7 separate regions of the Mus musculus genome follow, and regions 1, 3, 4, 5, 6 and 7 are each linked to region 2. Evidence: chromatin contacts called from public HiCAR-type and promoter capture Hi-C data. All regions are on one chromosome and are shown on one strand. The core of a region is the stretch at or near the end of the contact, and the rest is flanking DNA. Distances in the headings are between cores, read along the strand shown.

The links. Promoter capture Hi-C pulls out the DNA fragments that hold promoters and counts their contacts. HiCAR-type assays count read pairs that join an accessible place to other places.
Region 1: a promoter capture Hi-C map of pre-B cells shows a contact between it and region 2, with 2.2 times the contacts expected there. The contact joins the promoter of Mlxipl here to the promoter of Ap1s1 in region 2.
Region 3: a contact with region 2 is called in a HiCAR-type map of astrocytes, with 4 times the contacts expected there. The contact joins the promoter of Zfp68 here to the promoter of Ap1s1 in region 2. A contact is called at or near these places in 1 of 39 promoter capture datasets (liver) and 1 of 115 datasets of contacts at active chromatin or transcription factors (astrocytes).
Region 4: a contact with region 2 is called in a promoter capture Hi-C map of pre-B cells, with 2.3 times the contacts expected there. The contact joins the promoter of Nsun5 here to the promoter of Ap1s1 in region 2. A contact is called at or near these places in 2 of 39 promoter capture datasets (liver and pre-B cells), 1 of 484 Hi-C or Micro-C datasets (B cells) and 1 of 9 other capture datasets (liver).
Region 5: a contact with region 2 is called in a promoter capture Hi-C map of liver, with 5 times the contacts expected there. The contact joins the promoter of Pom121 here to the promoter of Ap1s1 in region 2. A contact is called at or near these places in 3 of 39 promoter capture datasets (liver and pre-B cells).
Region 6: a promoter capture Hi-C map of liver shows a contact between it and region 2, with 2.4 times the contacts expected there. The contact joins the promoter of Hip1 here to the promoter of Ap1s1 in region 2. A contact is called at or near these places in 3 of 39 promoter capture datasets (liver and pre-B cells) and 1 of 115 datasets of contacts at active chromatin or transcription factors (pancreatic cancer cells).
Region 7: a contact with region 2 is called in a promoter capture Hi-C map of liver, with 4 times the contacts expected there. The contact joins the promoter of Pdgfa here to the promoter of Ap1s1 in region 2. A contact is called at or near these places in 2 of 39 promoter capture datasets (cranial neural crest and liver).

Annotation. Positions count from the first base shown.
Region 1 is chr5:135,105,278-135,108,727 of GRCm38.p6, reverse strand. Mlxipl (MLX interacting protein-like) reads right to left here and starts at 1,837. Exons shown (of 17, transcript NM_021455.5): 1 at 1,513-1,837. The coding sequence starts at 1,805.
Region 2 is chr5:137,044,405-137,047,916 of GRCm38.p6, reverse strand. Ap1s1 (adaptor protein complex AP-1, sigma 1) reads left to right here and starts at 1,809. Exons shown (of 5, transcript NM_007457.3): 1 at 1,809-1,909. The coding sequence starts at 1,907.
Region 3 is chr5:138,618,479-138,621,963 of GRCm38.p6, reverse strand. Zfp68 (zinc finger protein 68) reads left to right here and starts at 2,221. Exons shown (of 6, transcript NM_013844.2): 1 at 2,221-2,355.
Region 4 is chr5:135,368,620-135,371,847 of GRCm38.p6, reverse strand. It overlaps Nsun5 (NOL1/NOP2/Sun domain family, member 5), which reads right to left and starts at 1,895. Exons shown (of 10, transcript NM_145414.2): 1 at 1,772-1,895; 2 at 1,535-1,657; 3 at 433-607; 4 at 242-350. The coding sequence starts at 1,864.
Region 5 is chr5:135,392,342-135,396,018 of GRCm38.p6, reverse strand. Pom121 (nuclear pore membrane protein 121) reads left to right here and starts at 1,473. Exons shown (of 13, transcript NM_148932.2): 1 at 1,473-2,082; 2 at 3,494-3,677. The coding sequence starts at 1,514.
Region 6 is chr5:135,543,183-135,546,476 of GRCm38.p6, reverse strand. Hip1 (huntingtin interacting protein 1) reads left to right here and starts at 1,355. Exons shown (of 31, transcript NM_146001.2): 1 at 1,355-1,540. The coding sequence starts at 1,421.
Region 7 is chr5:138,992,619-138,996,393 of GRCm38.p6, reverse strand. It overlaps Pdgfa (platelet derived growth factor, alpha), which reads left to right and starts at 1,450. Exons shown (of 6, transcript NM_008808.4): 1 at 1,450-1,685; 2 at 3,010-3,106. The coding sequence starts at 1,623.

The DNA of each region.
Region 1 (3,450 bases), core at 588-3,087, 1.9 Mb after region 2:
GGGGACCCAAGGCTTCTTGTGGCTCGTGCCTGTAGTTCCAGCACTTGGAAGGCCAGAGCAGAATTCCAGGCCAGCCTCGGTTTTACAGTGAGTTCCAGGCTAGCTTAGTCTACAGTGTGGGACTCAATAAGAGAAAGAGAGTGAGGGATATTCTCCCTCTCCTTTAATCGGAAGTCTTTGATAATTAAAGCACTGCCCCAGTGTGAGCTGCTTCTGGTGTTCTGAGACCTTAGATGGCCCCTTCCCAGGCAGTCTCATGATGTCCAAGGGCGGGGGAGGGGCAACGGGACAGGGAATTTGAACTTTCCACATTGGTCTCAGCGCCCTGAACTATCAGGTTGCAACATGACCTGGGCTTGAGGCCAGAACTTGTGGGCCAAGGTTACTCTGCCTCCAGCCAATGGGGTCGCGTGGCTCTGCCGCCACGAGGTGGGCCACGCTCTTCCGCAATTCCCACCCCAGCTCCAGGTCCCCTGTGGGGCTGCAGGTGCCGGTCTACAGCCAGCGGTTCTACGAAGGGGAGGAGGCTCGCTGAAGAAGCGTGATATTTACAGAGAAGAAAGATCAAGGCCGGCCGATCCCCCTTTCTCTCCTACTGTTTTCGGTTGATAATTTATCCTCTTCCCACTGCTCCCGGGAACTTTGCTCCAGGGCACTGGGCCAAGACCCCAGTTCGCGCCCTCCTCGGGGACACATAGGTGGGGCTGAAGCTGGGTGCGGCCCCGGAGGTCTGAGCCGTAGTTACAGGGTTCCTGGCTGCCTTGCAGCCTCTTACCGGGTTCGGGGAGACCAGGTTTTCCCTACCCGACCTAGGGTGGACTGCAGCACCCTCTGCTGGCTCTGGGCAGGTGCTGGGCACCGTCTTCCCGCCAACCTTGACGTAGCGTTCTAAATCAGACACGGTGGCTCATGCCTGTAATCCCCGTATTTGGGAGGCCGAGATGGGAGTCCAGCCTGGGCTACCTAGCTCAATGCCAGCCTGAACTTTAGAGTGAGACTCTGGCTCACCAAACTAAATCAAGCCAAAATAAATGGTGTCTGGGCAAGTGAGCAAGAAACTGTTTCCATGTAAGTGGACACTGCCTATGAGGGCGACCACGGGATAACTGCAGCGTGCAGGGAAGAGTGGGACTTTGCAGGGACTGCTGAGGATGAACGAAACAGTCCAGGCATACCACGAGTGGAGGGAGGCAGTGGACGGGATGGGTTATAGTCTGAGGAGTGTGAAAGACACCTGGCATTTAAGTGCAAAAGCAGAAGAATCAAAGAGCGGGGGCCCAACCGTAGAAGGCCCTGCAAAGGTGGAGACAAAGGTGGAGGACAGGACAGTGGCGCCACAAGCAAGTGATGGGACACAAATGATTCATGAGGGTCCGTGGGTTGCGCAGGACCAGGCGAGGAAGATAATGCCTAAGTTGTGTCCAGCGTCCCCCGTAGCAGTTTGGGACAGGAGCCCCAGTGCGCGGTCCCACCACGGAAAGCTGGGACTCAGGCTCCCCGGTCCGCCCTCACCTGTAAGCCAGGCTCAAGCACTCGAAGAGGTGGGTGAGTGTCGGATCGATGCTGCGCGGCCCGAAGTCGGCGAGCCCCACGGGCCCCTCCTGGTCGCGTCGCCGGGTCAGCGAGTCGCTGTGCGGCGAAGACACCATGAAGTGTCCGCTGTGGATGACCTGTGATCGATGCAGGCCACCCGCGCTGCGCCGGGGACTCGGATCCTCCAAGTCCGTATCCGAGTCCGAGTCCGGGCTAGGGACGACCCGGGGGACCTGCAAGTTCACGGATAGATCCGCCAGCGCGCGCGCCATGGCCACTATTGTCGCCAACTCTCGGGCGCTCTGGAGAGCGCTTAACGTAGCCAGCTGCGCCTAATTACCATGGCCACGCCCCTGTTCTCCTGATAGGTCCTTGTGGTGGGCGTGGCCCTTAGTTGGCAGGTGATGTTTAAATTAGCATAACCAGTGAGCGTGGTGTGAAACCACTGATCCTGGAGCTTTGGCGGTGCTTCGCCTTTCTTTCTGTTGAGAGCACTTTTTAGTCTCTACTTTTCAGGTTTCAGAAAGTCTGGCTGGGGCTGGGACTGGGCTGGGGCTGGCTAGCGTGCACAAAGCCTTGGGTTCGATCCTCCGAACCACAGACACTAGCATGGGGGTGATTCTGTAAGTGTAACACTCGGGAGGTGGAGACAGACAGACAGATAGACAGACAGACAGACAGGAAAGAAATAAAGAAAGAAAGAAAGAAAGAAAGAGAGAGAGAGAGAGAGAGAGAAAGAAAGAGACAAAAAAAAAAATCCCAAACAACAAACAAGACCGCTAGCCGGTAAAAGCCTTTGCCACCAGGCTTGAGGACAAGAGTTCAAACCCTAGGACCCACATGTTGGAAGAAAATACTCGATTTTTAAAATTTGACCTCTGAGATCCATATGTATTCCTAGACACATAAACACTAGATAGATAGATGGAGAGAGAGAGAGAGATAGGATAGATAGATAGATAGATAGATAGATAGATAAGATAGATAGATGGATAACCAGAAATTCAGGGTCATCCTCTGCTTCATAGTGAGTTCAGTAAATCGCTTGCCTGCCTTCTTCACTTTCCCAGGGTCCTGTGCGGTTGAACCCCAATGCTTGCTTGTACCCAGGCGCTCTTATGATTGTCCTATGCCTCTACAGCAAAGTTCAGAAGTGGACTCTAAGAGTTCACCTTCTCTAGATCACCTCCCTGCACTCGGGCTTTCTCCTCGGGAAGTTCTCTCACCAGCCCTGAAGCCTAGCTTCTTTCTGTTCCTGCTTTTCTTCCTTTCCTTTTTTCTTTCTTTCTTTCTTTTTCTATTTTTGTTTTGTTGTTTTTCTAGGTAGGGTTTCTCTGTGTACTCCAGGCTGTCCTAGAACTCATTCTGTAGACCAGGCTGGCCTGGAACTCAGAGATCTGCCTGCCCCTGCCTTGGGAGCACGGGGATTAAATGCACGCACCTCCACCACCACCCAGAGATATGGAACTTTCCATGGAGAGTAGAATTTAAATTTTATGGTCTTCTTGTCTCTGCTTCCACAGCGATGGGAGTTTTATAGACAAGCTTATCTTTCTAGATATTGCTGAGGTCCTCAAAGACTTTCTCGGGGCCTGGGAGACAGAATGGAGATGCAGATGAAGCTGTTTGGAGAGCAACCGATGGTTGGGGGGTGAGATGAAGTAGAGTCACCCTCCATCCTTCCACCCCACTCAGACATAGCTAACCTTTCCACTGGGACAGGAGGCTTGGGGAACACTGCTGGGGAAGCTAGGGGTCCCTAAAGCAATTTTTCAACCACATCTAGACATCTAGATCAGGCTTTGAGATGTTTGGCTTTGTTGTCATTCCGGTGTGGTGTGCCTCAGACAAGAGTTTGTTTGTTTGTGCCCTGCTGGGGATTGAACCCAGGATTTTGCTGAGGTTATGCCAGGGCTA
Region 2 (3,512 bases), core at 560-3,059:
GAGAAATGGAGAGAGAGAAAGCTCTAAAACTCCTGCTACAATTTAAATTCTTTTTACAGTCACATTTACCTATGCTTTAAACTGTTCGGTTTCAATTTCACCACACGCTGGTTTTTTGGTTTTTTTTGTTTTTTGTTTGTTTGTTTGTTTTTTTTGTTTCTTTGGCTTTTCGAGACAGGATTTCTCTGTGTAGCCCTGGCTGTCCTGGAACTCACTCTGTAGACCAGGCTGGCCTCGAACTCAGAAATCCACCTGCCTCTGCCTCCTGAGTGCTGGGATTAAAGGAGTGCATCACCAATGCCCAGCTCCCACTGCTCTCTTTACATAGCCTAGTCTGGCCTTGAACCCTCTTGACCAGTCCTCTTGCCTCTGCCTCCCCAGGGACCAGATTACAGGCATGTGCACAATAATGCCTGGCTAAATTGTTTTGTTGCTCAACGATTTTTTTTTTTGACATTGTGTCTCAGTCCATAAAATGAACTAGCTATGTAGTCAAGAGTCATTTTGAACTCTTGATCTTAGTACATCTGCTTGTACCTTCCAAATAATCACATAATAGGTGTATACCAGCACATCCAGTTTGGTACACACACACACACACACACACACACACACACACACACACACACACACACACATATTCCTCCATAGCCCCAAAACTGGTCATGACCTCTTGCTCTTCCTGCCTCAGCCTCTGCAGGGCTGGGATTGTGACTTGCCTCACCACACCCAGTTCTGGAATCCCACTCTTGCTTGCTTGACAGAGCCACACTGTGTAGTCTAGGCTGGCTGTAGCCTTCTGGCTATGGGGATTACACCACACCCCTTTAATACTATAAGATTCTCTTCATTTCTTCCCCTTTCTCCTTAATTTACAATTTCCTCCCATTCTTTATATTCCTGTTACAGTATTCCCATTTTCAACAATTTTTTTATCCCTGATTTTTATCCCTGGTTTAGTTTTTTTTTAAGATTACATTTTACAAGTGTATTTTGTGTTGCCTGTGACCATGTCTGTCTGTCTGTGTGTGTGTGTATATATGTGTGTGTGTGTGTGTGTGTGTGTGTGGTGTATACAAGCTAGGGTGCTTGCTTATACAGAGGTCAGAGGACAATTTGCAGGAGTCAGTTCTTTCTTTCCACCTTGTGGGTTTGGGGAAACATCTTTACAATCCGAACCATCATATCTGCACTGTTTTGTGTCACTTTTGTTGTTGTTGTTGTTGTTGGAGACAGGCTCTCTGTGGCCTTGGGTGGTCAAGACCGTGCCATGTAGCTGCAGCTGAACTCCTGTCTCTGCCTTCCAAGTGTAGAGATCACAGGATACACCACCACACCTGCCTTGTTTGCTTTGGGGACAGGATCTTGCTTGCTCTGGAACCCTGAGCTGTCCTTGAACTCTTTATTCTCCTAGCCTACCGGTCTCTATTTCCCTCATCCTGCCCATCACCACCCTCTGACTGATGTTTTCCACATCATTCCTCCCAACTTCTTCATCAGCTCCAAAGATCGTGCATACACCTCTCACCCTTTTCCCGCCTTTTTCCCCCACAAATGCTCCAAAGCTCGAAGTCCTCATTGTCCTCTACCCCCTCCCTTCCCATCCTCCAATCAACCCACCAAGACAGCCCTGTTACCATGACGACCAGGCTTTTGCAAAACTGAAGTCAAGGACCTGGTTGCCATGGTTTCCGCTTCTCCGCCTCCAGCCCCGCCTGCGCGCCGGATGAGATGGGGGTGGGTCGCTGCAGCGTTGGCGCCTGCGCAATGCGTCCGTGCTTGGAGCCGGCGAGGCCTTGGGGCGGGGCTTCAAGCGGAGAGGGAGGGAAAAGAAAAGAATCCGACTGGGAGTGGAGCTGGCTTCTACGGTGGCCGGAGAGGGACGCACCGGGCTGGAGGCTGCAGGATGGTAGGCTGTGAGGAGAGGGAGGGGACGGGGACCCGAGGGGCGTGGGCTGTACCTGCAGGGGTCCGGAGGGGGGCTGCCCTTTGTGGGAGTCGCCCTGTCTTCCCTGTGGTCCGCAAAGGATCCACTTCCTGGAGCTGCTGGAGAGAGCTGACCTCGGAAGCTGGAAATGGCACTAGGGACAGGGGTTGGGAGGAGTCTTGCTGGTTAGGAGAGAGGGGACTAGAGCTGAATGGTGGCGGGACTGTCCCGAGCCTGGAGAAGCGCTCGGGACTCTGGGAATCTTTAAGACCCTCCCAGGCACTGCCGCAGGGAAGGCACGAGGTTGGGGCGCCGGGGTCACTCGGGATGGTTGCAGGTCGCCGAAACCCCTTCCCTTGAGGCCCACACTGGAGCATGGCCCATGGAGAGCTCGGTGTGGGAGGGAACAGTTTCCGGGTCTCTGGAGTGAACCTCCTGTCTCGCTTCCTTGACAGCTCACCCGGAGTTCTGGCTCAGGTGGGCTCTAGGGTTTGCCGTCGGGGACCTAGGCTCTGGAAGACTCCCTACTTTGGCAATCCCAGCTCTCCACCCTCTCCGGGGCATTTTCTTTTCCGGAACCCAGGCCTTCCTGCTGTAGCTGTCACCTCCTTTTCTTAACTACACAGGACTCCCTCAGTTCTTCACCTTCCCTATCCCCCCCACCAACAGTACTTACTTCTAGCTTCTGGGGTGTTGTTTTCTTTTAACTTAACCTGCTAAACTGGAAGTGTGGGACACACACAGATATCCCAACCCGGGCCATGTTCTCAGAGCTGTTTGCTGGGAATTGAGTTCAGGATATGGAATGAGGAACCTCTGCAACTGGTAATAAAACTAGGGCCATGCGGGAAGCAGTGAGGACTCTGCTTGCTAGTTATTCCACAGACATTCCCTAGGAGAGCCCTCCAGGGTGACTATGCCCCTGTCTGAGGGACCCAGTGATCAGTCACCTGATGTCTCAGAAGAAAGGTCAGGCCTTAGAGTGCACACCTGTAACCTGGTACTCAGAGGTAAGAAAAAGGGAGATCAGAAAACCAAGGGCAGCCTTCGCTACTTAGGGAATTGAGATCAGCCTGTGCTACATGAAACATTGTCTCACAAAAGAAAGACAGAAAAGAGGGCCAGAGAGACGGCTCAGCTTGTCCGGGTGGCTGATAACCTGAGGTCATTCCCAGGAGCCATGTGGTGGAAGGAGGGGACTGACTCCTCCTCTGACCTCTGCATGTAAGTGATGGCACGTGGGTGCCCCACACATACGTGTAAAAGAATATAAAAGAACGCTTTAAAGAAACTGGAAGCCGAGCGTGGTGGCACACACCTTTAATCCCAGGACTAGGGAGGCAGAGGCAGGCAGATCTCTGAGTTCGAGGCCAGCCTGGTCTACAAAGTGAGTTCCAGGACAGCCAGGGCTACACAGAGAAACCTTGTCTAAAAAAAAAAAAAGCTGGGAAGAGAGGCAGTATGTGGAACTAAATGTGTGGATGGTGGAGAAAAATGGAGGGTAAAATCTGAATATTTCTGCCAAGCACAGTTCTATTTATATACACTACTCAGGGAAGAGTATCGACAGGTATGGGACTGACGA
Region 3 (3,485 bases), core at 972-3,471, 1.6 Mb before region 2:
GCTATGACTTTCCTGGTCTCAGGAAGTAGAAGGGACTGCTCTATACATATTTTTGTAAGCTCAGCAACATCTAATAAGAGGAGATGGAGATCAGTGTCTATTCGGCACCTTTTGTTAGTCAAGTGACTTGTAAGCAGTATCAAGTCCTCGTAACCTGCTTTTCTCTGTAGTCCAGGGAATGATCTGGGGTTTTGAATAAATGTGTTTACTGAGTATATAGCAAGGAAAAAAAGTAAAAGGATAAATTGCATGTCGTTGATTGACAGAACCAGCAGAGTTTACAATACTCAGTAAGGACAGCTGGAGGAACCTGACTAAGAGAGCTAACAGGCTGGAGAAATGGCTTAAGAACGTTTAAAGTTCTGTCCTGAGGACCAGAGTTCAAATCCAGCACTCATATCAGGTGACTCAAAACCATCTGTAACTTCAGTTCCAAGGGATCGTATGCTCTCTTCTGGCCTTCGGGGCACCTTCATGTACATGTCTGCATACACTTACACAAACACATATATGTACACACACACACACACACACACACACACACACACACAGAGGCACCAAAGTGACAAAATGAGAAATTGGTAGTGTTTACAGTCATGCAGCAGGAGTTGATCAGGGGCCATCAAGGCAGTCACCTGGGGTTCCTGATTATAATCTTTTCCACCATGAATCTTTTCCTGGCTTCTCCTTCCTAATGCAGGGATTTTTACCACAGTATGAACAATAGTAATGTTTGTTGAAAGTGGTTTATCTTTTAGCGGTTGCTATTGATGCACTGTGCTCAATAGTCTAGCATGCTTGTGTTTTGTTTTGCTTTGTTTTGTCTTTTTTGCTCTCCTTGTTACAGAGCTGGCAAGTCAGCCTGACTCAGGACAGGGAGTTTGGGGAGGAGAACAGGGAGGAGGGCCTTCTTGCTGCCCGAGTCTGCTTTTAAAACACTTGAAATAGCACATGACCGTTTGCTTATGTAATTTGTATTACAGTCACATAAGGTTGGATAACACGCCCTTCATTGTTCGGTAAACCAGCAGTGATTTTCTCTAAAGAAAATACCAGGCAAGACAATACTGATGTCATGACAATACTCAAGGCTCACCAATAGTTGCCTCTAGACCTATAAGCAGACTCAAGGCAAAGCAGGCCCCTAGAGGGGAGGTAGAAAGTATAGTCCTCGAGGAAGTATGCTACACTACAAAGGAGCTTTGTGAGTTTGCTAAGTCATTCAAACAGAAGTCTGTTTTATTTCTGTGAAGAGATACCAAGTCCAGGCTCTTTCTCCTCCTTTCCACGTGTGGATCAGGATGTAGCTCTCAGCTACCACTTCAGCACCAGGTACTTCACCATGCTCCCCACAACTGTGATAACAATAATAACAGACTAACCTCTGAAACTGTCAGCAGCCCCTCCTATCCCCCCTCCCAGTTAAATGCTTTCTTTTATAAGAATTGTCTTGGTCATGGTGTGCACCTTTGTTGTTCAAAATCAAGTGACCGGCCCCGAAATTATAAACATAGAGGAAATGGTAAAAATAACTCATCAGGTTAATATAGAAAAGACCATGAATTTGAGATGGAGAGAGGGAGGGGATATGAAAGGGTTTGGAGGAAGAAGACATGGTAAGAGTTGGAGAGAGGAAAGGAAAGAAAGAAATGATGTAAATATATTTAAAAGAATTTAAAAGAAAAACCCCATATACACCAGTATCACTCAAAGGAAAAAAAAAACTTAATTATTTTCATCACAAAAGGTCACACACTTAAGACAGTATATAATTTTTGCCTTGAATCCTTTTCTAGTACATTTTGGAAAGTCCAGACCGTCACAGCTGTACCAGAAAAAAGGCTCTAGGTAAGCCTGAAATAGAACCCAGATCCTCATTCTTTTGAGCAAACCATGTGACCTAGCTTATTCGCTATAAATTATGGAGGCAGACACTGTACATAGCAAGCTTTGTGTGTGTGTAAAATCACGCCACACGTTTATGTGATTTTAGGTATAGGAATATAAGGAATATGCTGAGTTTCACAAGAAACCCTCTGTCTTAAAATTAGCTGCAGCCAAGAACCTGTCATTCTGAGCTCCTACAGCTGTGCGTTGGCGCCATCTACTGTCACTCAAGGGGCTGGACCCGGAGCCCTGTCCAATCGGAGGCACTGAGTTGAGAAGTGTCCAATCAGACACACAGAGGGAGGGCGGGGGGCGGGCTTTGGCTGTCACCGGTCCTTTGTCTGGGAGCCGCCATCTTGGGCTCGGTGTTCCTGCCCAGGAGCCTCCTGCGCAGCTTTGTTGGCGTAGTGACGCTGTGGGTGCTGGACGATGGTGGGAGGACACCAGCGTCTCGCAGAAGTGGACTTGGTGAGTGTGCGGGTGGTGTCCGGAGGTGATGGCGCGGGAGCTGGGCGCGCTGTTGCGGAACGGGGTCTGCAGTCAGGCCTCGCGGGCGCTCGCGCTGGATCCCCGGGGCTGTGGGACTGCTCGAGCCCGGGCGTCCTGTCCCTCCGGATGCGGTGACTTCAGCGGGCTCTGGGCTACTCTGAGAAGGCTGCTTGGTTCCCGCAGGTTGTGTTGTGTTGGGTTCTTTTCCATTCCGTCTGTGAGGCTTTTTCTACGAGAGTGAGTGTGGCCCACCGGATACTTAGTTTCTCCTTCCTTCTTATGAGCCTGCTGGTTTCCTCTAATTTTTATAGAGGGTTGGGCATCCAGTCTCAAATCCAGAATCCTGAATGCCAGCCCCGCCCCTCCATATTCTTTATAAGCGTTCCCTGCCCCTATATTTACCTTTTTGCCTATTTTCTCAAATACCAACTTCCAGTTTCCATTATGTTAACTGTTATTCATTGTACATTTCAAATATGCAGTATTGTATAATGTAGTTTTTTTTTTCAATTTCTAGAGTACTAGAGAAAAGTACACTCTCAAGAACTTTAAATTTTTTTTTTTCTGTTTGTGAACACATCACGAAAACAGAAAGGAAAACAAATCATTTGACTCCTGAACATTGTGGGAAAAGTCATTGAGTTTTACATGAATGCTCTGTTAATGTGTTTCAGCATGCATATTACCATATAGCAACAAAATGGAATACTTGTTAACTATTTGCATACCAAAGTATCTGAGCATAACAGTTTAGTTTTGTTTTAATGCTGGTCATGTTTACAAATGTCCTCAAAAGTTCGATTGTATTTTAAGTTGTTTATGGGCTCATCCTTGGGGCATCTTTATGCACAGTAGGCCATGTCTGGAATTCAGTTCAATCAAGAACCAACTCATTGCCAAGTTGAGCAAATGATATTATTTAGAAAACATAGGTAAAGACCAAAACACCACAACTTAGTAAGTAGTAGATTATTTTACTTATATGTAAATATGTTTATTTGTGTGATTGTTTGCCATTAGCATGCAGTACCTTGGAGGCCAGAAGAGGGCACTGGACCCACTGCAGCTGCTGTAACAAGTTGTGAGGCATCTGGGAACTGAACTTGGGT
Region 4 (3,228 bases), core at 646-3,145, 1.7 Mb after region 2:
CAGTCCAATGTCCTCCTCAGGCACATGCCCTCACCCATGCACAGACATGTGCACCACTTAAAAGCAACATCTTTCTTAAAAACAAAGAAAATTCTGTTGGGAAAGTAGGAAAAACATCCAGAGAAAGCAGTGATTATCCCACATACACACACCTAGTCTCCCCTCTAACAGACTCCTACTTCCTTGAGAACCTGGACACAGAGGAAAATGAAGGCACCCGGGCACGATGTTCAGCTCTTACCTGGAAGCCCGACCCTGGTAGGAGAAACCTTGTCTCTTGAAATAATCGATTGCATCCTCAGGGCGGGTCTTGAGCGTGTTCACACGCACGAACCGTGGTACCTGGTAGGCTAGAAGTCACAGTGGTCAAGTGGGGAGGGAGGTGAGCCTTCTGAGGGTCACTCCCCTCCCGCCCCTCAGCCTCCAAGTCACCTTGGCCAGGTCTGGAGCTCTCTTGCAACAGGTCCTCATTTCGGCTCACACCCCGATGAACCTTGAGTCGGGCCAGCTCAGCCTTGAGCCTTGCCTGGTGCCGGCCCAGCAGAGCCTTCCATCGGCCTCCACCCCCTCGAAACCCCTTCCCCAGCAATAATTCATACACTAGCACCTGGACAGGAAAAAACACAAAACTATTAACACCATAAAACCCTCCAGTGGGAGAAGTAGGTACCTGTCCAGATGGTCATGTCAATAGAGTTCTCTTGCCCAAGATCACAAAAGAAATTAATGGCATGATGTTAGGGCAAATGTCCATAATGCCAGCAACATCAGATGCATAAGCAAGAAAACTACAAGCTAACTGGGTAATGGTGCCTTTAATCCCAGCACTCAAGAGGCAGAGACAAGCGGTTCTCTGTAAGTTCGAGGTCAGCCTGATCTACAGAGTGAGTTCCAGAACAGCCTGGGTGACACAGAGAAAGCCTGTCTCTAAAGACCGAAGAGGACGAAAGGGGGAGAAGGAAGAGGAGGCAACGGAGGCGGTGGCTCAGCAGTAGGGTAGGAAGCTTGCTTAGTATCCACCAGAGAAGAAATAGGGATTGCAGCTCAGCAATAAGCACCTGCCTAGAATCCCCCAGTGAGGGGCTGGGGGTACTGCTCAAAAATAGAGCATCTGTCTAGTGATGCTGTCCAATGAGGTGTTGTGGGTGTGACTCAGTGGGAGAACTCTTCTATGGCTTGTTGGAGACTCTGGGTTCAATCTCCCAGCATTACAAAAAGACAGGCATCCAGGCAGGCGGGTAAAGAGACGAGAGCAAATGCCATCTGCAAACCCCGTGTCCTGCCCCATGCCTGAAGCTCCCCCTCCCCACCCTACCCCACCCCCCAGGTCGCCAGCAGAGCTCTGGACCCCGACCGACCTTGCCATCATCACCCTGTCCGGTAGGTAGCCTCAGCCACTACTAGTTTGCACCTTCGTCCTACTTAGCCCTTCCTGCAATGCTCCAAGGGGAGTCACATCTGACCCAGCTCAACTGGGACCCCAGAAAGAAGTGTGAGAGCCACGCACGGGTAACAGCCTCTGGCCGCCGCTCACCTTGGCAAGGTGCGGTCTCAGCTTCTTCTCGGCGCGAAGGAGCCCAGCACTGGCGATGACAGCGTCCAGCACGGCCGAGTAGCGCTGCGTCTCGCACACCAGAGCGTACAACTGCTTCAGGTTCTGTGCGACACAGGGGACACCCGCTGCACCCCACGCGGGCCTCGCCTCGCCTCGCCCTCCCGCCCGGACAAGCCCCGCTCCCCAGCCCGGCTTGCCAGCCCCCGGCCTCACTACCTGGAAGTTGCTGGAATACACCAACCCCTTGAGGGAGCCCTGGCGGCTTTCCACGCCGGCCAGCACCGCCGCGGCGGCCGCGTACAGCCCCATGCTCTCCCCGCCTCAAGCGCTCTACGACACTGTCGCAAAACTCGGGCTGGCTTTACGGCCGCCGCAACAATTTGTACAACCGGATTTCCGGAGTCAAAGGGTTCGCTGCTTTCCGTTTTCAGCGTCCAAAAATTAATCTTAGGCTCTAAATCCGAGCGGGCTGGCTCACGCCTTTAATCCTAGCGCGCGGGAAACAGAGGCAGAAGGATCTTTGCGAGTTTAAGGTCAGCTAGGTCTAAGTAGTTACAGGACAGCCAGAGCTACATAATGAGGTCCTGTATGTAGAATGAAAAAAGTCTACTTTCTTTTTAGAATTCAGTGTAGCTATTTTGTAGTTTGTTGTTGTGGATTGGTTTTTTTTTTGTTTGTTTGTTTGTTTTTGTTGTTTTTTTGAGACAGGGTTTCTCTGTGTATCCCCTGGCTGTCTCTGTAGAGACCAGGCTGGCCTCGAACTCAGAAATCCGCCTGCCTCTGCCTCCCAAGTGCTTTTATTAAAGGCGTGCACAACCACGCCAGGCTATTTTGTAGTTTTTAATTTTTTTTTTAAGACTTTGGAACTCAGAAGGCTACGCAGACTCTCCTAGCAGTCCTGTGTCAGCCTCTCCCTGTGACCGGATGAAAGGTTCAGTAATAAAGCACGTGCCTTGATGCCTCCACTGAGAGGTTGGGATGTGGCTCAGTGGTAGAGCCCCTGCCTAGAATCCCCCAGGGAGGGGCTGGGGCGTGGCTCAGTGGTAGAGTCCCTGCCTAGAATCCCCCAGGGAGGGGCTGGGGGCGTGGCTCAGTGGTAGAGCACCTGCCTAGAATCCACTGGTGTGCTTGGAGTTGTTGAACACCCATCTAGTAAATGTGGCTCTCTGGGACCCTAGCGCTGGAAAAAGTAGATTGTTTAAAAAAAAAAAAAAAGTGGGTGTTTAATAGGGCCGACAGACATTGTCCCTCGGAGTAGAGCACTTGCCTAGCATGTGCAAAGCCCTGGGATCAATTCTCAACATTGATGAGGAGGACCAATGATGGGACTCAATCTATATAGAGGGCTTGCCTAACAGGCAGAAAGCCTTTGGTTCCAATCCTTCCACTGTATAAACCGGGCATGATGGTACGCTCCTGATGGCTCACTGGTTAAGAGCACTGTCTGCTTTTCCAAAGGTCCTGAGTTCAATTCCCAGGAACCACATGGTGGTTCACAACCATCTATAAGGGGATCTGATGCCCTCTTCTCACATCTTTTAAGAAAAGAAGGAAGGAAAGGAAGAAAGATTGATTTGAGGTCATCTTTGGCTAGCCAATTCACACCAGCCTGGACTACATGAGACAATCAAAATAATGGTAGTTGGGCCTAAGAAAGGTGGCTCAGACCTTAA
Region 5 (3,677 bases), core at 224-2,723, 1.7 Mb after region 2:
TAATGGATAAGCCTGGGACTGCCCTCTAGTGGCCGATACACAACAAACCCCTACTGGATTACACCTCAGAAACTAAGAATGGCACTGAGCAGGACCACCCTGTTTCTTAACTATCACCAGTGCCCACTGTACTCACTGTCATTTACCAGTTCAGCTAGTTTTATTAACAATATGCATCGTCTCTAAACTCTAATCCCTGCCTCTCCCCGCTTCTCCCTCATCCATCTAGCCTTCCCTCCCCAAGTCTAGTCTTATCTTACTCTTGATTGTGGAGGAATAGCTCTCAGTCTATCATCCTCAAAAAAAGAAGAAACAAACAAAAGGAGGAACGGAGGGAAGGATGGAAAGGGGGGAAATATGGACTGGGAAGATGGTTCCATTGGTACAGGGCTTGCTGAGCAAGCTTGCTTGAGCACAGTAGGAGCCCCTGTAATCCCAAGCACTGAGGTAGGCACAAAAAGATTTTGGGTCTTTTTGGCCAGCCAGCCTAGCCAGGTTGGTGAGCTCTGGGTTTAGTGAGAGACCCTGTGTCAAAGAATAATGTGCAGTGTAATTGAGAAAGACTTGCTGGGCGGTGGTGGTGCACGCCTTTAATCCCAGCACTTGGGAGGCAGAGGCAGGTGGATTTCTGAGTTCCAGGCCAGCCTGGTCTACAGAGTGAGTTCCAGGACAGCCAGGTCTATACAGAGAAACCCTGTCTCGAGAAACAACAACAAAGAAAAGAAAAAAAGGAGATTGAAAGACACTTGCCGTTGACCCTCAACCTCCACGCAAGTGTAAGATGTGATGGTGTGAATGTAATCCCAGCATACATTCAAGCAAAACACACATTTTAAAAAATTATTTTGAGACAGGGTCTCACTGTGTTGCTCCAGCAGGCCTGGAACTGACCTCGCTGCGATAAACAGTGAGCCTCCACACAGGGCCTGATTGGCCTTTTCCAATACAGGGTCTGACTGATCGGGTTTTATTTTGTTTTAGACGGGGAGGGTCTCACTAAGTAGCCCAGGTTGACTTAGAACTCGGGATCCTCCTGCCTTCACCTCCCAAATGCCGGGATTACAGGCGCGTGCCACCCATCTCCGTTCTGTGCCTTGATTTCTAACATCACTCCTCTGCAGTCCAGGAGCGTCAGGGAAACCTCCAGCGTCAAAAACCGGGCTGTACTTTTCTTCTTTTCTTTCTTTCTTTTTTTTTTTTTTTAAGTTTTGCTGTTTTGAGACAGGCTTTATGTCTCCATGTCGCGCTGGAACTGTCTTTGTGAACCAGGCTGGACTCAAACTCACGGAACTCCTCTTGCCTCCGCCTCCCGCGTTCTGAGAGGCAAGGCGTGCACCGATCCGCCTACCTAAGCTGTAATTTTTCAAACTAGGGCTCTCGCGCCGTGCTCCGCACGCGGCGGCGGTTTCCCCTTTCCACCCGGCGCGCCGCGTCGACGACAGTGACGTCGGCGGCGGCGCGCGGCGCGGTGTACCCTGGGATATTTAAGTCCGCTCCGCGGCGCGGAGCCGCGATGTCTCCGGCGGCTGCGGCGGCTGACGGAGGCGAGCGGCGGCGGCCCCCGTTGGGCGGACGGGAAGGCCGGAGCCGGGCCCGCGGCTACGGAGGACCGGCGGGTGCTGCGGCCCTCGGCCTAGCGCTGCTCGGCCTCGCGCTCTACCTGGTGCCCGCGGCGGCCGCGCTGGCCTGGCTGGCCGTGGGGGCGAGCGCGGCCTGGTGGGGCCTGAGCCGAGAACCCCGCGGCCCGAGGGCCCTGTCGTCCTTCGTGCGCGACGCGCGCCGTCACCCGCGGCCAGCTCTCACCGCTTCACCGCCTCCGGCCAAGTCACCAGTCAACGGTAGCCTCTGCGAACCCCGCAGCCCGCTGGGAGGCCCCGACCCGGCTGAGCTCTTACTCATGGGCAGCTACCTGGGCAAGCCCGGCCCGCCCGAGCCTGCCCTCCGGCAGGACCCAAGGGAGAGGCCGGGGCGCCGCCCACCCGCACGCTCCCCGCCTCCGGCCTCGGCGGTCCAGCGAGTCCACCACGTCTACCCCGCGCTCCCCACCCCGCTTTTGCGACCCTCCCGGAGGCCGCCCCACCGGTAAGCCCCGGCGATCTTCCCAGGGTGGGGTCTCTGCGGCCGCGGATTTGACGTAGGGCTCAACCTGTAAATCGGATTTAACTCACCTCCCCTTTTTCTTTTCTTTGCCTTTTCCCTTTCTTTTTATCTCTACGCCCTTCCCTCCCTTTTCCCATTACTCTCTTTTCTCTTTATTTTTTTTCTTTTTCTTTTTTTTTTTTTTTAAGAGAGGGTATTTGATGGCATAGGCTGTCTAATCTCAACCCCGTTCTTTGGCTGAGCCTGTCCTTGAACTCATCCTCCTGCCTCGTCTTCTGAGCGAGTTCACTGATAGGATTACAGGTTTGCACCAGGTTGTATGCTGTGCTGGGATAGAACCCACAGCTTCAGTCATAGCAGGCAAGCTTGCCCTCTACCTATTCCCCAGCCTTTGGGTTTTTGTTCCCCCCCCCCCCCCCCCCGGAGACAGGATCTCATGTATCTGAGCTGTCCCTTGAACTCATGAGGGTGACTTTGGATTGCTGACCCTCCTGCCTTCACCTACTAAATGCTGGGATTACCGGTGTGCTCCACTACACTCAACCCGGATTCTGGATAAAAGCATTTTTTTCTTTTTAAATTGCATATTCACAGGGAGATGAGAGGATAGCTTGCTGGAGTCCTTTTTCTCTTTCCACGTGAATTTGAGGTTGATCTTGGGTCTCCAGCTTGGCAGCAAGCTCCTTCACAAGACGTTTCACTGGCCTTGATAAGTCTGCTTAGTTGAGGTGGTGAATACCTGTTAATGTTTGGTTTTTGCTGTGTATTGGTGGTTAGTTGGGGGAAAGGAAAAAAAAAAAAACTATTCCTACACATCCCAACTGCATGTGCTTTTCTTCTGAAGTACCCATGTGGGCAAGGTTTCCAGTTTCCCTCTTAATTTGATGAAGTCTGTGGTAGAGACAGCCATTAAGCAACTGATATTTTCTGCCTTTGGATGAAATGGGAGAAATGTGCCAAAAAATGCTACGTTCTCTGCTGCTTAGAGAAATTTAAAGTCTGAGCTGTTAGTGTCATAGAGTGCTTTGTCCAGCATGCACACACCCCTAGTTTCTGCTACCAGCACTGTCTAACAGAAAAATAAGAGGTTGAAAGAAGTGTTAATGCCTCTTGTTTCTGCAGTCAGTTGAATTTGGTGTTCTTTTAAGACTGTGGTTCCAGACTGGAGAGATGACACAGTGGTTACTAGCACTGGCTGCTTGCTCTTCCAGAGGTCCTGAGTTCAATTCCCAGCAACCACTTGGTGGCTCATAACCATCTGTAATGGGATCCGATGCCCTCTTCTGGTGTGTCTGAAGACAGCTACAGTGTACTCATATAAATAAAATAAATTAAAAAAAAACAAAAACAAAAACTGTGGTTCCATCAAGTGTCTGTCTCCTGTTCTCCACAGAGATTGTGGGCCTTTGTCCAGTCGGTTTGTTATAACACCCCGAAGACGATATCCCATTCAGCAAGCCCAGTATTCCTTGCTTGGGGCACTTCCAACCGTCTGCTGGAATGGTGGCCATAAGAAGGCTGTGCTGTCTCCACGGAACTCCAGGATGGTGTGCAGCCCAGTGACAGTGAGGATTGCC
Region 6 (3,294 bases), core at 106-2,605, 1.5 Mb after region 2:
ACTCAGTGGGTAGGTTGCTACACTAAGCCTATCACTCAAGTCAGATCCTGGGGTCCACACGGTAGAGAACAGAATCTAATTTGCTTTCTGACCTCCACAGAGTGCTGCCGTATGAACACAGTCCCACACATACACACAGGTACAAAATGTGTGTAAAACGTTAAAGGAAAGTCAAGCCTAGAGGCCCACGCCTATAATCCTAACAGTTGAATGGAAGAGGCAAGAGGCTCAGGGATTCAAGGGACTCAGCGACATAGTGAGTTTGATATTGTCATTAATTAAAACATTGCCTAGTACAAGTGAGACTTGTACTGGCTTCTATTGCAGAGCTAGATGGATAGCACCATCAAATTGCTTAATGCTTAACGGTGCCACTAGTTCTGTTAGTGAAGAACCTGTAACTTTTTTCTTTGCTGAGGAGCACTTCCCAGTCTGTAGGTGCTCCCAGAACAGGATGGGAGGAGTGGACCCTACCATAGTTGAACAAAGAGCATCTGTTGGGGTTTCTACCGAGATAAGGTGAGAACGAAGCAAAGTTTGGAAAGCTCTGGGGAGATCCTCGCAATCACAGGCCAGTATTTGGGGACCCTCCAGAACGGTCCTCCAGAACGGGCAGAAAGGAATGCACGAGGAGGGGACTTCGAGGACCACTAAGGCCGCCATCGCGGGTCCACACTGACGCAGAGTTCCCCAGCAAGCCGGTGAAGCATGGTGTGCAGCCATGCTTCCCTTGATCTGCCTTTCCATCCCCTCGGGAACTCGTGGCGCCGGCTGGACCGCAGGTCCTACTGCTCAGAAACCCGCAGCAGAGAAGGGCCCAGGAGGTGGCGCTTCGAAGTAGGGTGGAGTCAGCAAGGGCTGGTCTGTGGCAGCCAGGCCCCACCCACTAGCATGACGGACAAGCCTTCAGAGCAATCATAGTGCTTTTATGGTCCTGGGGGGTGGGAACAAAGGAAGAGTGACGGATGTAGGGTGGAGCCAACAAGAAAAGGTTAGGGCAGCCCATCAAGCCAGCCTGTTGACAGATAAGTCTTCAGACCAATGACAGTGCATGTAGAGGCCTGGAAGGCGGTGCATCGATTATGGGGCGGAGCCTAGGGGGCAGGTTAGGACAGCAGCCCACCAGGTCCTGCCCACTAATGATAATGGACAAACCTTCAGACCAGTCATAGTATGCGGACCGCCCTGAGGCGGGCAGCGGGTGAAGTGAGCGGAGCGCCTCCGAAGTGGGAAGAGGGGTGTGGGGAAAAGCCTCTTGGAAACATGGGGTGGGTTCTGAGGGAGATGGACAGCGCTGTCAACCAATGGAAGACGGAATCTGTCCCCGTTAGCGCCGGATCCCCGCGGGTAGGGAGGGGCGGGAGGCTCCGCGGGGATCCCGGGGCGGCCGAGGGCCCCTGACTCTGTTCACCCAGACAACATGGACCGAATGGCCAGCTCCATGAAGCAGGTATCCAACCCGCTGCCCAAAGTGTTGAGCCGCCGCGGAGTTGGTGCTGGGATGGAGGCTGCGGAGCGCGAGAGCTTCGAGCGGACTCAGGTGAGATTCGAGAACCCTGGGGCATCCCTGGGGCACTTGGAGTGATGCAGGGTGCAAGAGAGGCTTGGAAGGGAGTGGGACTTGCAGACTCGGGAAGGAATTAGGCAAGGTGGCTGCGATCGGAATCATTTTGGGGTAGGGAACTAGGCGGGTCCCAGGGAGGTTCGGGATCTACCTGGGCATCTCCACTGGCATAGGGGTCGGGGTGCACTCTGGGGAACTGCAGATTCCTGCGGCTGAGGGGACGGTCTCAGTGAGCACCATCAGGGGTCACAAGGGAGGCTAAAGGGAGTTGAAAGGGGACTGACGGAAGGGTGCTCCTGGATAGGGGAAGCACTTGGAAGTCGCTTGGTTTTTGCCAAGTGTGGGAACGCCAAGGTGGGGGTGTGAAGGGTGGCTCTGGTCGCCTTACTTTAGTATTGACTCTCCCTACACTTCCCAGCATCTCGCTCAACGGTGCCTCTAACTTGGCTCTCAGCAGCCCCAGCTGTTGGCCTCAGAGGCTGGGCCAAAGGGGTCTGAGTGATGGGAAGGACCGTAAGAAATGTGAAGTGTGGTCCAACTTGTAAAATGGCCCGGGGGTTTGGAGGAACGGGGACGCGCAGCCTGGGGTAGGAATTGAGGCGCTTGGATTGTCAGAGCTTTGCGTGCCGGCATAAGCTGTCCAGTGATACTCAGACTCCTGATTTGAGGTTTTGCTTTCACCCTCCAAAATATGCCTGACAGCTAATAAGCAGACCGCCTGCCTTATTTGTCTGGTCTGACCAGGGCAGATGGCCAAAATTCCACCGCAGTTATCAACAAAAAGCCACTATCCAGTTTTACCTCAGGCTTTTATGCATGCTGTATTGATCGGACTGAATCAAGTTGTGAGGCTCGGGGTGTGTAGTCATCAGTTCATCTGTATGTAAAATCTGTTTCTGAGAGTACAACTCCTCGGATCCCACTGCGGATGCCGGGCCGGTAGATTTCTTCTACTCTGGCTCTCCGAGTTCTACTTTGAAGATCTGAGTTGACTTCAGCCAGAGGCAGGTCCCCTGTCGTGTTCTGTGAGTAGGAAAGATGGAAGAGATAGGGAGGGCCTGTGTGTTCTATAAATGGACCTTGCTCGGAAGAAAGCCTTTTCACCCCAGGGGACTTTACACCACCTCTTGTTTCTGAGACCCCTGGGTCCACTTCTTGTGTCTGAGGGGGGAAATGGGGTAGTTGTACCCCGGGAGGGGAAAGAGAGACCACCGTCCACTTACCTCTCAATGTCTATAGAGTTTGGAGCTTTTTAAATTTCTCAGATCTTTTGAACCTTGGGCGTTGTTGCCAAAAAAAAGAAAAAAAGAAAAAAAAGTTTTCATATCCCCCCCCAACCTCTTTTATTTTTAAACTGAAAGAAGAAAATAAACTGGAGCTATTTTATAGCATCCGACTTAAAACTGAGGCAATAAGTTAGACATAAAAGTTTGAGCTTACGGCCAGCGGAGGTGGCTAAGGGGTAAAGGCTCCTGCCAACCAGTCTGGCCACCTGAGTTTCATCCCAGGAAGGGAACCAACTTGTCCAAGTTGTCTGCTGACCTCCATACTCAAGCCGTGCCATGAATACCCCTCCATATACATACACCCAAAATCACTTTTAAAATGTTTTTTTTTTTTTTTTTTTTTTTTTTTTTTTAGTTTGAACTTAATACAGAGTGATAGAATTGAGGCACTTGAATGTTTCCAGCCATAAGTAACATTTTTCCTAGTTGCCCAACAGGAAGACT
Region 7 (3,775 bases), core at 201-2,700, 1.9 Mb before region 2:
CCCATTCAGGGTTCGGCTAGGCCTTCGGCCAGGGGCTAAGGATCTGGAGGGTGCAGGGTGTCAAGGTGGCGATGAGGCAGGAGGCAGCCTCCTCCCCGACCCTAGCCTCGCTTCCACCTCCACACAAGAGTGCAAGTTCCTCAATCAGGTGTCCCAGGCTTTGGCTCTGGGGCGCGGGCGCGTGGCAGCCGTCAGGTGAGTGCCCTAGACGCGCCCCTAAACCCGCCCCGCCTCTCCGCAAAGACTCACTCCCCCTCCTTTTATGGAGAGGGGAAGGCTGGAGCACTGGATCCTTACAGTGGGAAGCGGCCCGAGCGCCGGGCGGGGGCCAAGCCGACTCTCATGCCCTTTTTGGCGCAGCAGCTCTGGGCGCTGCCCTTTACTGCCGCTGGGGCCCGAGAGAGAGGCGAGCCAGAGACGGCCGTGCTTCTGCAGCGGCCTCCTCCCCTCCCCGCCCGGTGCCGCAGGATTGCAGCTGGCACTGAAGGGTGGGCAAGCTCGAGGGAGGGGCGCTCCGGGAGCCCGGGCGCCTGTGGGCTCCGAGCCGCGGGCGCCGAGCTTGGATGGATGTAGCTGCCTGCGTGAGCGCGTGTGTGGCCACTGCAGTGGCGGTGGCGGCCGGGCCCGATCTGGCCCGCGAGACCCCTGAGCGCTTCCGAGGTGCGGGTCCCGGGCCCGGAATCCGGGGGAGGCGGGGGGCGGGGGAGGGGGAGGGGCGCGGTGGCGGCGCTATAACCCCCTCCCTGTCGCCGGCCGGCTCCACACGCGCGTCCTGCGGAGCCCGCTCAACTCCTGGAGCCCGGCCTGCCTGCGCCTTCTTCTCCACCTCCTCCTCTGGTCTTCCCGCGGCTGCTGCTGCGGCGGCAGCGGCGCCAGCTCGGCCCTCCGCCCGCCCTCCGGCCCGCGCGGGCGGCGTAGCGAGGCCCCGGGCGGGTAGGCTGCTGCCAGGCGGCGCGGCCGCGGGAGCTGCCCGGCCCCGGCGGGCGGAGGGCGGAGCGCCGCGCCGTAGCCGAGGGCGCGCCGCGGAGGGGCGCACGCAGGCCGCCGGGCCGCGCCGTGCTGGGCCGCGCCGTGCCCGGCCCGGGGCGGCAGCGGCGAGAGGAAGGCCCGGGGACAGGCTCTCCGGACTGCCCGGAGCCCTCAGGGAGAGGCGAGGCGGTAGCTGGTACCGGGCCGAGAGTCCAGACAGGTGATCGGTGGTGCGGCGGGAGCTGCAGCCACGCTCCGCGGTCCCCTCCCGGGGCTGACGGCAGCAAATATGCGGATTTACCGGCCGGGTCGCTCCTAAAGCCAGCGACGGGGAGCGAGCGCGGCGGCGGCCAGCACGGGGAACGCACCAAGGAAGAAGCCCAGCCCCCGCCCTCCGCCCCTTCCGTCCCCACCCCCTACCCGGCGGCCCAGGAGGCTCCCGGAGCGACTCTGTTCCTCCTCCTCCTCCTCGCTGGCTTTGCACTCGCTGCTCGCGCCGAGCGCGCTCCGCAGGCTCCCTGCTCTCCGCGCCACCCTCCTCCGGGCCGCGCTCCCTGAGGGATGGTACTGAATTTCGCCGCCACAGGAGCCCGGCTGGAGCGCCCGCCCCGCGGCCTCGCCTCCCTGCCGAGCTTCCAGCGCCTCGGGACGCGATGAGGACCTGGGCTTGCCTGCTGCTCCTCGGCTGCGGATACCTCGCCCATGCCCTGGCCGAGGTGGGTGCCACCCCCGCGCCTCTGTCCCCTCTCGGCTCCCTCGGCGCACGCCCCTCTCGGCTACCTGTTTCAAGCTCTGCAAAGAGCATTTTGGTTTTGTCAGGGTGGTGTAATTTTTTTTTTAATCCCAACTGGGTTCTATTTTCTGCCATGCCCAAGTGTGTCTGGTGAGTTTCCAGCGCGTTGCGTCGCTCCGCCTTGGAGGGGGACGGGGGAGCCGCGAGGTGAACCCGTGGGTAGAAACTTCGGGGGGCTGTGGGTGCCTTTCCAGAAGGGGCAGCCCAAACGCAGCGGACAATGCAGTAACGGGGTGCGGGAAGCGGGAAAGGGGGTGTGTGTAAACTGACCGTGCTCTGGGAGGGGACTAGGGCGGGCAGTAAGCAGGTAGAGGAGGGTGCGGCCGTAGCCTGGGACTGGGAAGGGTGGGCAGCGCCCAGCCGCAGTCCCCAGTTCTCGGTCCCCAAACCCAGTCCGACGCAGGGCTGGAGCAGTCTCCGCCCGCCCAGGCCTGCTTACAGGTGGCTGAACGAGGCAGCTGGGGCCGGGCCAGGCGCCCGCGCCCTCCCACCGCCACCCTCCCCCCCACCCCCATTCCCCGGGAGCTTTGCCGTGATGAATGACTTTCCACAGCCCCTGTCGTGGGAACTTCGTGGTTGAGTCCTCCAGCGACCCTGACTCCCTTTTAAAAACCGGGACGGAGAGTGGGGGAGGCTGAACGGTGGGGGTGGTCTGGGCAGGGACCGGAGAGGCGCGAGGTGGATATTTAACCCCTTGCGTTCCCTGCAGCCTCTCTAAGCCCCGATGGATTTGGGCGTCCTAGTCGGCGCTAGGGCCGTGACTGGGCCTGAGCCGGGTGGGGCGACCCGGCGCGCGTGCTTGTAGGGGGTGGGGTGGGGGGAGAGGGAAGACCCTCTCCCCTGCGGGCTCAGCTCAGGATTCCCGGAGTGAAATTGAACCCTTCGGCTAGATTAAAGTGTTGAGGCTGCTGTGACTCCAGTCGTGGATGCGTGACGCATTTCGACCCTCTCTGTTTCTACATGTGGATTTAGCTATTAAACCAGAAACTCTTCGGGCCCCTGGCTGCCCCCAGACACCCTGGGGAGGCCAGAGCGCGGGTGATTTTTGTCTGAACATGTCAAGGCATTGTTGGGGTATTTTTATCAAGGTCAGACAGATAGGAACAGTGTGGAGGATTTAGGGGGTCCCATCTAGCCCCAGCCGATCCTCTGGCTCTAGGGCCTAACGAGGGTCCGGCCGGGCTGTGTGGCCCCTGGGGCTGGGCTGGAACCCTTGGGCGCGTCCTGACGGTGTGGTCTGCTTGCAGGAAGCCGAGATACCCCGGGAGTTGATCGAGCGGCTGGCTCGAAGTCAGATCCACAGCATCCGGGACCTCCAGCGACTCTTGGAGATAGACTCCGTAGGTAAATCGCGCCCCTGCCCTGCCCTGGCTGAGAGGAGGGCGCGGGCGGCGGGGCGGGCCGGCTGCGCGAGGAACCGTACCCTGCGCGCTCCGCCGGGCCGGGCGCTGCGCAGGAGCGCACCGAAAGGTCAGACTCCACTCGCCGGCCATAAACGCCCAGGCGTATGAGTCAGGCGTTTCTCTTGTAGTTGCCACTTTCTCTCCCAGCGGCAGCGGAGGGTTGCTTCGCTCACCCAGGGGTTGTTTTAAGTGAAACGCAGCGGGTGTGTCACTGAAAGTTCAGTTTTAGAGTGTGCCGAAAACTGCCAGGTATGCGGGTCAACAGCTGCTTCTGGCCCGGGAGCGCGGGAGCCGGCCCGGAGGGAGCGTGGCTGTGGCTAGTCTTCTCCTGGCCAGGGCCCCCAGAGTGCTTGAGGAGCTGGTCGGTCCGGGCCTTTTGTAAACTCCACTCCCTGGTGCCTTGATCGCCTGGGGCTGGGTCCCATAGGTGGGCGCAGGAGGCCGATGTTTTTTTCTCCACACCATCCTGTAAAAAGGCGCGCCTAGTACACGGACGCTTGGGGCTATTTTGGGGGCTTCCCGCCTCGGGCCAGAGCCAAGCCACTGTAGAAAACAATTTGTAAATGTAGGGTTGTATTAGACTCGGATGACAAGGGCTAAAATAAATGGG